Regions from separate parts of the Mus musculus genome. Here regions 2, 3 and 4 are each linked to region 1. Evidence: chromatin contacts called from public HiChIP or PLAC-seq data. All regions are on one chromosome and are shown on one strand. The core of a region is the stretch at or near the end of the contact, and the rest is flanking DNA. Distances in the headings are between cores, read along the strand shown.

Evidence for each region. HiChIP or PLAC-seq counts read pairs in DNA pulled down with a chosen protein or histone mark.
Region 2: an H3K4me3 HiChIP or PLAC-seq map of bone marrow-derived macrophages shows a contact between it and region 1, with 4 times the contacts expected there. The contact joins the promoter of Pin1rt1 here to the promoter of Lmo2 in region 1. A contact is called at or near these places in 1 of 39 promoter capture datasets (hippocampal neurons) and 1 of 115 datasets of contacts at active chromatin or transcription factors (bone marrow-derived macrophages).
Region 3: an H3K4me3 HiChIP or PLAC-seq map of stem cell-derived neural progenitor cells shows a contact between it and region 1, with 19 read pairs. The contact joins the promoter of Elf5 here to the promoter of Lmo2 in region 1. A contact is called at or near these places in 2 of 39 promoter capture datasets (both in liver) and 2 of 115 datasets of contacts at active chromatin or transcription factors (craniofacial prominence and stem cell-derived neural progenitor cells).
Region 4: an H3K4me3 HiChIP or PLAC-seq map of bone marrow-derived macrophages shows a contact between it and region 1, with 3 times the contacts expected there. The contact joins the promoter of Cstf3 here to the promoter of Lmo2 in region 1. A contact is called at or near these places in 5 of 39 promoter capture datasets (the 3T3-L1 cell line, cranial neural crest, erythroid cells and 2 more), 2 of 115 datasets of contacts at active chromatin or transcription factors (the 230-238 cell line and bone marrow-derived macrophages) and 1 of 9 other capture datasets (liver).

The regions. Positions count from the first base shown.
Region 1 is chr2:103,968,799-103,972,015 of GRCm38.p6, reverse strand. Lmo2 (LIM domain only 2) reads right to left here and starts at 1,729. Exons shown (of 3, transcript NM_008505.4): 1 at 1,304-1,729. The coding sequence starts at 1,554. All of the region lies in intron 1 of Gm38515 (a long non-coding RNA gene), which reads left to right.
Region 2 is chr2:104,714,698-104,717,762 of GRCm38.p6, reverse strand. Pin1rt1 (protein (peptidyl-prolyl cis/trans isomerase) NIMA-interacting 1, retrogene 1) reads left to right here and starts at 1,473. Exons shown (of 2, transcript NM_001033768.2): 1 at 1,473-1,678; 2 at 2,961-3,065. The coding sequence starts at 2,978.
Region 3 is chr2:103,422,772-103,425,841 of GRCm38.p6, reverse strand. Elf5 (E74-like factor 5) reads right to left here and starts at 1,774. Exons shown (of 7, transcript NM_010125.3): 1 at 1,654-1,774.
Region 4 is chr2:104,589,096-104,592,265 of GRCm38.p6, reverse strand. Cstf3 (cleavage stimulation factor, 3' pre-RNA, subunit 3) reads right to left here and starts at 1,782. Exons shown (of 21, transcript NM_145529.3): 1 at 1,564-1,782. The coding sequence starts at 1,590.

The DNA of each region.
Region 1 (3,217 bases), core at 480-2,979:
CTCCTGAGATTTTAAGGAAGCTGGTCCTCTTGCCAACAAACCTAGCTCCTTTCTGAGCTAGTGTCTTAACCTTCAAGACTGAAGAGTGATGTTTATATTCTTGCTGGATCGTGGGACTTCCTGTGTTTTATGAGAACACGCTGGGTTTTTATGCTGCTGGCTGAGGGTAAAGCCCAGGTAAATAAACACCACAGAAGGCTGAAATTGAAGGGGGGGGTGAATAGGAAAACTCCAGCAGGAAAGCACAATTCTTTTAAAGCAGGAAAAGAAAAGAAAAGGGGGGCAAAACCCCACCAAAACAAATGCATCTTAAAAGCCCAAACGGACAAGTCATTAGCAGTGCCTTTGGTCTTGTGTTAACAAATCCCTTCAAAGGATTAGATGAGGACTTCAAAGGAATAAAAACTCAAAACCAGACAGCTAATGACTCTTAAAAGGGCATTTGTGTGGACGTGGAAAAAAAAAAACCGATACCTTCGTTCCTGGCTCCCCTTGTTAAGGCTAGAGAATGGGCTAGGAGGGTACAGGCTGTGGAATGGGGAAGGGAGGGGGGGCTGTTCTTTGCAAACCAGCGCAAAGCTCAGAGCACTAGACAGTACATGCTCATTAAAGCTCTGGTTCGCTGACACACACACACACAGCCCTTCTGAGAGTTCGATGAGATTCTGCTCCCTAGAAAAACATACTAGACAGAAAAAAAAATGTGCACTAACTTTCGAGGTTCACATGCCCGCACTAGGAAACTCAGGGGAGGGGCGAACATGTACCGGGAGGAACGACAGATTAGCAATTCTAGAAGTCTCTGGAGGCCAGAACCAGTTCCCAGGTGGACAAGCGGACCTCATCAACTGTCCGCTCTACTCCGGGCCTGGTAGGAGAGTCGACGTCGGAGACCCCGGGATGTTCTAGTTGGGATGCCCCCCTTTCCAAGGCCAAATGGACAAAAAGGAAGGGAACCTGGAGAGGGTGGGACGAAAAGGGAGAAGGCAGAATCTTGTCCTCCACTCTCCCTGCCCTGCACCTGTGCCTCAGAGCTCCGGGTGCCAGCTCCTGGGCAAACTTTCTGGCCCTGGTAAAGGTTTGGGGAGCTTTCCAGATAGCCCGGAGCGGTCCGCAGGGTCGATCCCAGTTACAGCTTCCGCCGCCCAGTCCCTCTCGGTGTTTCCAGAGTCACCCGCGAGGAAAGAGAACCCCTGGGAGACGGAGGGATCAAGGGCACGCTGCGGGCGCGCACCTGGAGTCAGCCCCTCGCGCCTAGCCTGGGACCCTGTTTGGGGTGCCGGAACAGAAGCGCCACACTTACTCAGACGGGTCCAGGCTCTTCCTTTCGATGGCCGAGGACATTGGGGAGGGGGGCGGCGTGCCGGGCGGCGGGGGCGCTCCCTTTGTGGCGCGTGGCTGGCTAGCTGCCTGGACTCGGACCCCCTCGGGTGCTCGGGCGCCGCCGCTCCTGCGCCTCCTCTTGCTCGGTCGCTCCGCTGGCGAGCTCGCCCCTCCACGCTCAAGGACAGTCACCGCGCTCCCTTCAAACGCCAAAGAGAGAGAGCGAATCATCCAGCTGCCCGGCGCGCGGCGGCCAAGGCAGGGGGCCGGGGAGCAGCCCGGCCTCCCTCCGGTGGCTGCGACAGCTGCCGCTGCTCAGGACTTAACCTTCCATCCCGGTCCCGCTGCCGTCACCACAGCCGCCGCCGCCGCCGCCCGGTCCCGATCGCGCGCAGTAGCCGGCTCCGCCCGGTCGCCCCGAGCCCCTCGCACCTTCGCCGGGGTCGGGGCGCCGGGGGCAGTGAGGGGGCGGCGGCCTGGGGGCGGGGAGCTGACCGCGCGGCTCTCCCCAGGCTCCCTCCTCTCTCGCGAAGGTCTATTTTCGCTCAGCTTCCCTCTGTCTCTGGTTTCATTTCCTTTTTCCTGATCACGATTCAAATACAATAGAAGGAAATCACATTTAAAGAGACAGCTGCCCGCCCCCTCCCCCCTTTTTTTCTTCCTTTTTTTTTTTTTTTTTAAACGGGGCTCCTGGGGATTAGCAATCCAAATAGCGGCGGCGGCGGCGGCGGCGGCGGCAGCGGCAGCAGCAGCAACGGCGACAGCGGCAGCCCTGACTTGGCTTCTTAAAAGGGCCCGCGGCAGAGACCGAGAGTCTCCCCTGAGCCCCTCTCCTGGGGCAAGAATCCCGCTGCCACTAAACTGTCTTTTTCAGAGTTCCCCTTCTTCTGCCTTTCCCTTTGGCCTCAGGCTGAAAGTAACCACTCGCCCGTTCCAGCAGGAAAGAAAAGACAAGAATGTGAAATAAGCACCTGCAGAAATGCAAGCGTTGCTAATGGCTGGCTAGCGCGCGCTCGTCTCGGGTTCGAGGTCCCAAGTCCACAGTCGTGGTGCTCTGCGATGCCCGAGACAGTGCGGCTCTGCTGGCGGCAAGCTAGTAGCTGCGACTGCTCTCCAGAGAGGGGCGCAAGCTGTGTGACCAGGAACCTCACGCGCTAGGTGCGCCTGAGCAGAGCTGGGGGCAGCTAATCCCGCAGGGAGGGTGTCTGGGAGGGACCACGTTGTCCGGGTCTCCTCTCCATCTGCTGGCGGCAGAATTCCCTCCCCTAGCCTCTTTCAAAGAGCGAACTCCAGCGGTGAGGCTGGCCCTCTCTGTAAAGTATCAGCAGCAATACTTGCTTGGACCGGAGGAAGTTCCTTCCCGATAAAAAGACTTTCAGTTATTACTTACTATTATTTTGTCTTATATAAAACAAAGAAAAGGGCAGGTTTCTCCTTCAAGCTTGAAGACAAGTTCTAGAAGGAGAAAGAAATACAGAAGGGAAGAGATGGATTCCAGCTAGCTACTTTTCAGGAGAAAAACCTAGGTCCCCCTGGGCCTTGAGTTCCTTGAAACTGAGTCCAGAAATGATCGTTCAAGGCCCGTTAGCTTATGATGATGACAGTCTTCAGGTTTGTAAAGAGGAAAGTCCCGAGTGCTCTCAGAATCCATTGTTTAGTAAGAACAGCCCGGATCAAAGACATAGGCATTTCAGCCCCAATTTAAAGATTGCTTTAATAACCTAGACCAGCTCACCCCGGAAGATGATAGTCAGAAATGAATTCCCGGATTCCCCGTACTGAGCAAAGTCCTCCCTGATTTCTCCCTAGCAATAGCCTGAACCACTACCCACAGATTCGTGTCATTTCCCTCTCTCTCCATGTCCTGACACGTATACTGAAAGGGAATAATTAA
Region 2 (3,065 bases), core at 224-2,723, 750 kb before region 1:
CCATGCCATGCTTGTTCATTCTTTTTATTTCTTTTATTTTGTATGCCTGTGCACAGTGTGTGTGTGTGTGTGAGAGAGAGAGAGAGAGAGAGAGTGAGAGAGAGAGGCCTACTGAGGTCAGAAGAGGGGCTCAGATCCCCTGGAACTGGAGTTCTAGGCAGTTGTGAGCTGCCATGTGGAAGCTGGGCAGCAAGCCCAGGTCCTCTTTAGAAGAGCAGCCAGTACTCATAACTGCTGAGCCATGGCCCCAGCACTTGCTCATGCTTCAGGAAGGAACATTCTAACAGAATGGTCAGACCACGGAAAACATTCTAATAGTCACAGTTAAAAGCCAACTGTGATGTGTCCTGTGTCTAATTCCAATACTTCAGAGGCTGAAATGGGAAGATGGTGAGTTGCAGGCCAGCCTGAGCTACACAGCAAGATAGTGTCTGGGGTTGGAGCAGGGAGCTTACCTTAAACTTACTAAGATTTTTAGAAACTATATAACATTTGTGTGTGTGATGCAATGGGCACGGCAAGGTCAGCACAACTGCCAGTCTTCGTGTGTTTCTTCCGCCTTGTGGAGCCTGGGGACCAAGCTCAGGCTGCCAGGCTTTGAGCAGTCTCTTACCCATTGAGCCAGGTGATCAGCCCAAGAATAGGAGGTTTTATGGTAGAGCTGTCATTTTCTGAAGACATTATAAACTTCAAACCATAGGACCAGTGCTACTCTGAAAACCTTGGAGAACCATGCTGGGTCACTGTCCTCGCTGTTAGCTCCGTGCTCTCACCCAGTCTTCCTCAGATCCTGCTAAGGGACCCATCTCACCTGTGTGCTCAGTGCTTAGGTGACTGTAAACTTGACCTCTGCTCAGCAGAGTCGTCTGTGGACGAGCACTCCATCCAAAGGCAACCTCCTGCAGACTAAGGAGCTAGGTTTTATGCAAATCCAAATTCTACCGGGCTGTGATGGCTATTCCAGGTTGTCAATTTGACTACATCTGGAACGAACTACAATCCAGATCTGGAGGGCACACCTGTGATCCACATCTTGAGGCTGGAAGACACAAGTTTCTCACCTGGACCTTGACATGGAGATTTTGAGGCATAGTGGCTATAAAAAGCTTAGGCCTTGGCAAGGTAGTACAGGCCTTTAATCCCAGGAGACTAAGGCAAGGAGATCTCTAAATTCAAAGTCAACCTGGGACAAATCAAGGCCCAGATCTAGGCATGGCAGTACACACCCTTAATCTGGGCTACACCTTCTGCTGAAGGCCTACATAAGGAAAATTCACTCTTTGCCTGCTTTCGTTTACTTACTAGCACCATCTGTGGGAATCTACTTCTACAGAAGACCAGCTGAAACAACTAGCCTCATGGGATTGAGCAACTACTAGATCCTTGGACTTCCCATTCACAGCTGACCATTGTTGGGGAGTTGGACTACGGACTGTAAGCCATTATAACGAATTCCCTTACTATATAGAGACTTTCCATACGTTCTGTGACTCTGGAGAACCCTGCTTAATACACTGACTAGATCTAAAACACAAGGGAGCAACACTAAGAAACCAGAAACAAGGAACAGTTAGAGGGATCCTGTGTGTCCCAAGGGGGTGACAACAGTCTACCTCCGGGACAGCTGTTACCGTTCTCTCCACACTGCAGTCTGGCGCTGAGCTCACTTTATCTCAAGGTTAGTTTGAGTTTCCAGTCCTTACAGTCAAAGATCGAACCGGCCCATGTATGAACATTTATATTTAAAGGGAACCTTTTAAGTATCAAAAGATTACAGATGAATCATCCTAGCTGGGCAGTGGCGTCGCATGCTTTTGATCCCAGCACTCCGGAGGCAGACAAGATCTCTGTGAGTTCGAGGCCAGCCTGGGCTACAGAACCAGTTCCAGGACAGCCAAGGCTACATAGAGAAACCCTGTCTCAAAACAAAACAAAACAAAAACCAGATGAATTGTCCCAGATAAAATGGAATGGTCTTGGTGTTGTCTCTAGCCTCTTCAGGGAAGACTTAGTGTTTTGTTTTTGTTTTGTTTTGTTTTCGAGACAGGGATTCTCTGTGTAGCCCTGGCTGTCCTGGAACTCACTCTGTAAACCAGGCTGGCCTGGAACTCAGAAATTCGCCTGCCTCTGCCTCCCAAGTGCTGGGATTAAAGGCATGCGCCACCACGCCCAGCCTTTTTTTTTTTTTTTTTTTTTTTTTTTTTTTTTTTTTACTTAGTTTTAAAACCCCAAGGAAGGTAGATTTCTCTAAGGGTATGTCTGTGTTCCATTCTGGCTTTCATGTTTGGATCACTTGGGAAGTTTATTCTTGCCTGGAATTACTGATAATAGATTTTAGATGATACAGTTTTAGAATTTCTGCTTCAGCTGAGCATGGTGGCATATGCCTTTAATCCCAGAATTTGGGAGACAGAGGCAATTGGAGCTCTGTGAATTTAGAGCTAGCCTGATCTACATAGGGAGTCCCAGGCCAGCCAAGAGCTAGCAACACAGTGAGAGGTCTTCTCAAAAAGCAAAAACAAACAAATCCCCCACAAAAGCAAACTAGGCACAGTAGTCTGAATTCAGATAGAATTGAATGTTCAATTAGTTGAATATCTTTCTTTAGTTGTATTCTCCTAAAGTGAACCATCTGGGAATTGTTTTATTTTTAATCTGCTGTATTGTATGTGAACACACCAGCCACTGCTCATGTTGAGATCTGAGTGTAACTGTATGCAGTCAGTTCTCTCCTTCTACCTTAACTGGTGTGTTCTAGGAATCAACTCAGGTTGCCTGGTTTTCATGTCAAAAGTTTGCTGAGCCATCTAGGCATCCCAGGGTGGTGTGTTCATATATATTTATATTTAGTGTGTGAGGCTCAAGCTTAAATCTTTAGTAATAATTACATGTGTTTTATGTTTGAAACCATTATTCCCCTCCATTTGCTCTAGTTATTTAAATAAACCCTCATTTTATAGGTTACTCCTGAGCGAAGATGGCAGACGAGAAGCTGCCGCCCGGCTGGAAGAAGTATATGAGTCGCAGCTCAGGCCGGGAATACTACTTCAATCACATCACCAACG
Region 3 (3,070 bases), core at 525-3,024, 550 kb after region 1:
GTTTTATCATCTTGGCAGTGCCGTTGAGGAGAGAAACACTTTTTCTTTCCTAACGCTCCACGACACCTGAATGCCCACTGCGGCAGAGCCTCACGGATAGGAAGTGTTACTTTCCCACCCTTCGGGGCTCTTTAAGAAGGGTGGCTGCAGAGGGCTCAGTGGGGGTTTCAACACTTGCAGCAGTGGAGGGCTTGTGGGTTGGGTTCTTGAGTATTTGTTCTGAAAGCAACCACTGCATTGTGGGAGCCAACTCGCCAGTGCCTTATTGAGCAATACTTCATTTTTCTTCAGCTCATTTAGGACTTCATTTGTTTGGTTTTTTTTTTAAGCTATATTTTTCTAAAACATCATAGAAGGAAGCTGTGGGCTTCGATCGGAAGATCACAAGTTTTAGGTTAAAGACGCAGAGAATGAGTGTTGTTTGCGGTAGTCACAAAGCAAGCGACGGAGGGCACAATTCCTGCCTAGCCTGCTGCAACCTCTGACTTTCTTGCAGGCGTGCTAAAAGTTTTGATTTTTTTCCCCATCCTGGTCTGCTAATCTGTAAGTACTCATGACCATCTCTGATAACCTACTTCCGAATCCTTAAAATGGACATCTCAACACACAGTCCGCTGAGCGTCCTGAGGATTTAATAAAATCAGTGAACATTGATTGAGTAGCTAAAAAGTTTCACTCTGAAGACTTTTGAGAAGAGGAGGCAACCAAACTGTAAAAGCTGCTGTCCCCAATACACTGAATCATAGAAAGACCCTTGCCGAGAGAATGAAGGCAGGAGAATGAAGCTTTCCGTGTGGATGAGCACGTGTAACAGCCTGGGTCTGAGTCTTTGGACTACCACACAAAACCATCTCTATAAATTACCGGGCCTTCTTGTGCCTCAGTTGCCCCATCTGTAAAATGGAGACTAAGTGCATAATGATCTAGGACCCCTATTCTGTCTTAAATTCTCCTACCTTAACGCAGATGCGGGAGAGCATGTGTTTCCAGTTGCTGCCAGTAGGGGGCAAATGCGCACAAACCCCTGAACGCATACAGACTGATAAGGTTTGAGAATACAGTGGAAAAAAACCCTAGCCACTTCTCTTCTGGAAGCACTCTGTCCTAAGGGGCTGTGGGAGGGCCAAATGAGATTCCTTTAAACTATTTTGTACAAACTCCTTAAAAAAACAAAAACAAAAACAAAAAAAGCCTTAAACAGTAAGAATACCATTCTCTGTATCAAGAGGGGCAGCTTGGTGAGCAGGCCCTCCAAAGAACTGAGGGGTGAGGCCAGGGTTGGGGGAGGTGGTGGGTTTTTCTTGAGCTGGCTATCCGTGCAGAATCCGGCTTCCTCCTAAAGGCAGCTAAAGGATGGGCAGAGATTTAAGCGCCTGTACACATTCTCTCAGCTGCCTTTGGTTTAGTGGAACCAGAGGAAGTGGGGGCCGGTGAAGAGGGTGGGTGGCCACCTTCCCGGAGGAGACAAAAAAAAATCTCTCCGGCAAGCCGTCAAACCTGAGTCAAACACCCCCGGAGGAGGCACTCTGGCTTCCTCACGGAGGGGCTGCCGTGGGAGCTGGAAACAGAGACTCAGTCCCAGGCCCCAGCTAAGTCTCTGAGCCCCGACACCCCCTTTCAATTCATTCAAAAGAGCAAAGAAAAGCTGCTTACGTGAAGACAAGTGGTGGCTAGGTCCAGACAGAAGGCTTTCAAGGCAAGAGAAGGCAAGCGCGCTCCCAGCACCAGCGGACTGTAGAAATAAAGGCACCTGTAGCCGTGTGATATAAGTGACACCTACAGACAGGTCCGTTTGGTTTTTCAGGTTTATGCACAGCCCCTTTGATGACGGTGACATACGGTGTGACACGGCTCCTCGGGGGTGGGGGGTGGTTTTCACATGCAGAAAGTTTACCTTTCTCCTGCTTTTGTGCCCAGCTCCCACCACCCACCGAGGGGACCCAGGAAATGAGCAGAGAATTCTTGCCCCCGGGGGGATAAGTGGAGTGCTGGCTGGAGCAGTCTCCGTTGAGCAAGCTGGAGGGAAGGAAATTCAGGCCTGGTGTCTGTTCATTGCAGCCTTTGCCTGGGCTGGCCAAGTCCCGAACCTCTGTATGTAGTGTTATCCCCTATTCTGTGCGTGTTAGGAAAGAAGAGCAGTGCCAAGAAGTGGTAAAGAATAAAGGTGCTTCAGGGATCAAATTCTGAGCCGGTCATTTTCTGGCTGCATTACTGTGAATAAGTTAATGAGCATATCCGGGATCCATCAGATTAATGCAATAATGGAATCTGTCCTTGGGTTGCTGGGAAGGCCATACTTGGTAATGTCAGCCAATCACCTGGAAGCCTGTCCTTGGGCGCTACATATTTCCTTCTATTGATCCTGGTGGGGACCTTCCGATCAGGGGGCAGGGAGAGAGTCAGGGAGCAGTGCTTTCACTGGCCTTTCCACTCTAAGCACCCAAAGGGCGCCATGTTTGAATACAGGAGCCATGTGACAGCTTTCCCCCTTTCCCAGTGTCCTCTGTTTTAGAAATGGCGATATGAAGGGATCGTGGAGCTGCAGTGTCAAACATCCAGAACAACACGGGGGCGGGGGGTCCTGATTGGCTTGCAAGCTGTCAGCTGTCTCACTGAGAACTACCCAGTTTTTAGGACATCTCTCAAATCTAAATGACGGCCTAGGCAGTCATCTGGGAGGAGTGTTCATAACCCCCTTTCGTGGGTTCCGTTCCTCTCTCAATCTCAGGCAGCCAAGACACCAAGGTGCTCAAACTGCAGACTCTGTGATCTTGAAGTGGAAAGCAGAGATTGACTGGTTGGTTAGGTTTTCTTGGGAACACTGGGCATAGGCACAAACACTCAAATCCAAACACCCGAACGGCGTGAAGAAACAAAAGGCAGTTCATGTGAGGAGTCATGTGTCATCATGGAAAAATAGTCGGGGCAAGATAAGTGGCCTGTTGAGGCTCTGGCTTGGCTCTGGGACCTTAGGTGGGAGAGCCAGCTTTTCTGGGTCAGAATTCTCCCAACAGTAATAGGAGAAAACGGGATTAAGTTATTTATTTATTTATTTAATCATTTTGTTGGA
Region 4 (3,170 bases), core at 533-3,032, 620 kb before region 1:
TTCAAAGCCAGACTGGTCTATGTAGCAAGTTCCATGCCAGCCAGGCCTACATAGGGGCAACTGTCAAAATAAAAGGGGTTTGGAGAATGGAGGTTTATAAAGTCTCATCACAGTTCTCATAGAAAACATCACACACTGTGTTACTAAGGCTTTTAACTCAGTGGTTGATTGCTTCCCTGCATGCATAAGGCCCGGGGTTCAACCTCTAGCTGGGGTGGAGCAGGATGACCCACAACAAAAACTAAAACCCGCATAGTTCTAAAACAAAAGCATGGCAAATTTTTGTCTTTACAAATTTATATAAAACAGTGAATTTCAGACACATCCAATGAAACCTCAACACCACTCCTTCACTTTCAGAAAATAAAAATGCCAGCCCGGTAAGAGTAGAGTAAAATAAACAGTTTTAGAAAAATAGTTCAAAGACACTGCATTCGTGGGCACCCTGACTTTAGATAAAATGCAAAAGCACTGCCAAGACTTGGAATTAAATTGGTCCTCAAGCGTTTCAGTCACCAAAGTAATTAAGTTCTAATTTGCCTACACTTCATTAACATACAGTCCTATTTTACCTCATCTGTCAACCTCCAATAATTTCTATTTTATTAGCTGGGGATTTGGGAAAAAGAAAAGAAATAAAAATACAAGCGTATTTCATTGCTATAGCAATAAGAAATTTAGGACTTTGTTTTCTTTTAAAACTAAATATACGTGGATCAAGATCAAAACACACACCTTTCAAAAACTCAGTTTTGTTTTTTACAGTAAAAGCCAAACACTAGCCTACAAAATTTAGGATATAAAAGAGCAAAAGAACCAAACATGGAGATGGACGCCTGGAGGCCAAGGAAGCAATCCTGTCAGAAGGTCCTGCCTAGTCAGGGCTACACTGTGAAAACCTATCCAAAACAAACAAACAGCCAAACAGCAAAAGGGTGAGATCTCCTATCTAAAAGTCCCATTTGTAAAATACTTATGTATCATTCATATCTAACCATCCAAACAGATGGTGCCTACAGTGACTAAAGCACATTTCGAGTTTTCAGTTTACCAAATTCTGCAATGTTTGCGTGGTCGTAAAAGCAAAAATAAAGTGTTCCTAAACGAGAGGGGAAGAAAGCGAATCCACAAAATTCCCCCAAAGCTCGGAAGAGCCGTGGCTCTTTTTACCTTCGCTCTCTCGGGGGCCGAATTTTCCAGACTGATTTCGTTATTTCTGGGGACAGAGGACTGGGGGGCAGACGAGGAAAACACTGCCAGCGCAGATACACGTTAGAACAATCTGGGACTACCGGAACACTAAAGTGGTATGAAATACACCGTCCCGACCGAAGAAACTGCAATGGCCAGGGCGAAGCGACGTCTCTGCCATTGTCTAAGTCCCATACTTATTCGTACGAACGCCACAGAGAAGCCCAAACCTGGGAGACTTCGGGGGATGCGCTCCCGATCCCCGGGCTCACTAGCTCTTCAGGGCCCTTGCTCACGCGAACGGGGTGCTCGCACCCACAGGGCTAGAGAGAGAAGAGGTCGCCACGAGGCCCCACCGCTCCCGTTCCTCACCTGCTCCGCGGCTGCGTCTCCTGACATGGCCTCGGGGGACTACAACGTACGCACCAGCCGGCAAAGGGAAGCTAGAAAAGGAAAATTAAACTAAAGGCAAACCCCACCAAAACCAGGAACACTACCCCTGTCCCTCAGAGCCAAAGCCGCCGCCAAATCCGCTGCCGCCGCCGCCGCCGCCGCCGCCCACTCAGATTTGAATTAAAATGGCTGCGCCCCAGCCGGCAGAGGGGGTGTGAGGCGCTTCCGTATTCACTTCCGGGACAGTGGGCGGGGCTGAGGCTTAACTCCCGGATTATTGGAGGTGCACAAGCGCAGAGCGCTCCCAGAGGGCGGGCTCAGTGCGTGAGCTAACGTCACGCCCGGAACTGATGACGCCGCTGTCCAGATTTCCGAGGCCGGCCGGAAAGATCCACCCGATTGGCCTGGGAGCTCCCGCGCTTCTTGGAATTTCACGACTGAGTTGCAGAGCCGAGCTCCTCCCTGCTGAAGCCTGACTGCCAATCCGCTCTGTACAGGCAAACTGACCATTTTAGGGAATAGCGTTGAGAGTTAGTGAATACCTCTCGTGTTTCGGGAATAAGGAGTCTACTAACGCGTTCTGTACGTTTTCTTTTCTTGGGGAGGAGAGGAACACATCAAGTCTGTTTTTTGTTTTTTTGTTTTTTTGTTTTTTTGTTTTTTGTTTTTTTTTTTTTACTTTTGCTGTCACCGTTCACTATTAGACCGGGGATTTTAGTTTAGCGTCTCACCACGATCTCTTATCTGCAAAATTGCGTTGATAGTGGCGAAGGAATGTTGCTTTGCATCCAGACTTCTCACCTACTATAGAGGAGTAGACTGGGCAATTTGCATTATCTGCGTCTCTGTTTCCTTGCCTAAAGATAGGAATAGCAACAGCAGCTAAGATTTAACTTAAAAGGTAAAAGCTCTTATTTGGCTTACGAGTAACCAGGAGGTTATTGAGCGGTGGTGGCACAAGTCTTTAATCACAGTACTCGGGAGACAGAGGCTGGATGGATCTCTGAGGGCAGCCTGGTGTGTAGAGCCCACGGACGAGGGCCATACAATGAGATGCATATATCTTTTTAAGCAAATAGATGCATGAATCAAATGTACATATATTGAGTCACTGCAACATTTGATAATGGAGTCTGAATATTTCAGAAGTCTCCCTCAATGGGGCGTTACTCTTTTAAACTGTTGCTGATGTGACTGACTTAGAAAAATATCCACAATGAGCCAGGATGGTTCAAAGAGTGGAGGTGCTTGCCGTGATGGCCAAAAAACTTGAGTTTGATCCTGGCATCCAATGAGTTGACAGGATAGAACCGACTCCAGGAAGTTATTCCTTGACCTCCACACATGCACTATGGCTTGCAAACTCCTGCACTTACAAACACACAGGCACTCACAAGATAAATATATAAATCTAAAAATAGCCACAAAATTAAGCCAGAAATATAAAATAGCTTATGTGTATATATGTGTGCATGTGTGTGTGCACGCCTATGCGTGCGTGTATTCATCAAAACATTTAAAGAGGTTATTGTTAATGTCACAGATGCAAGGAGAAAGACCACCAACCCAAATCATGATCAAGTTAA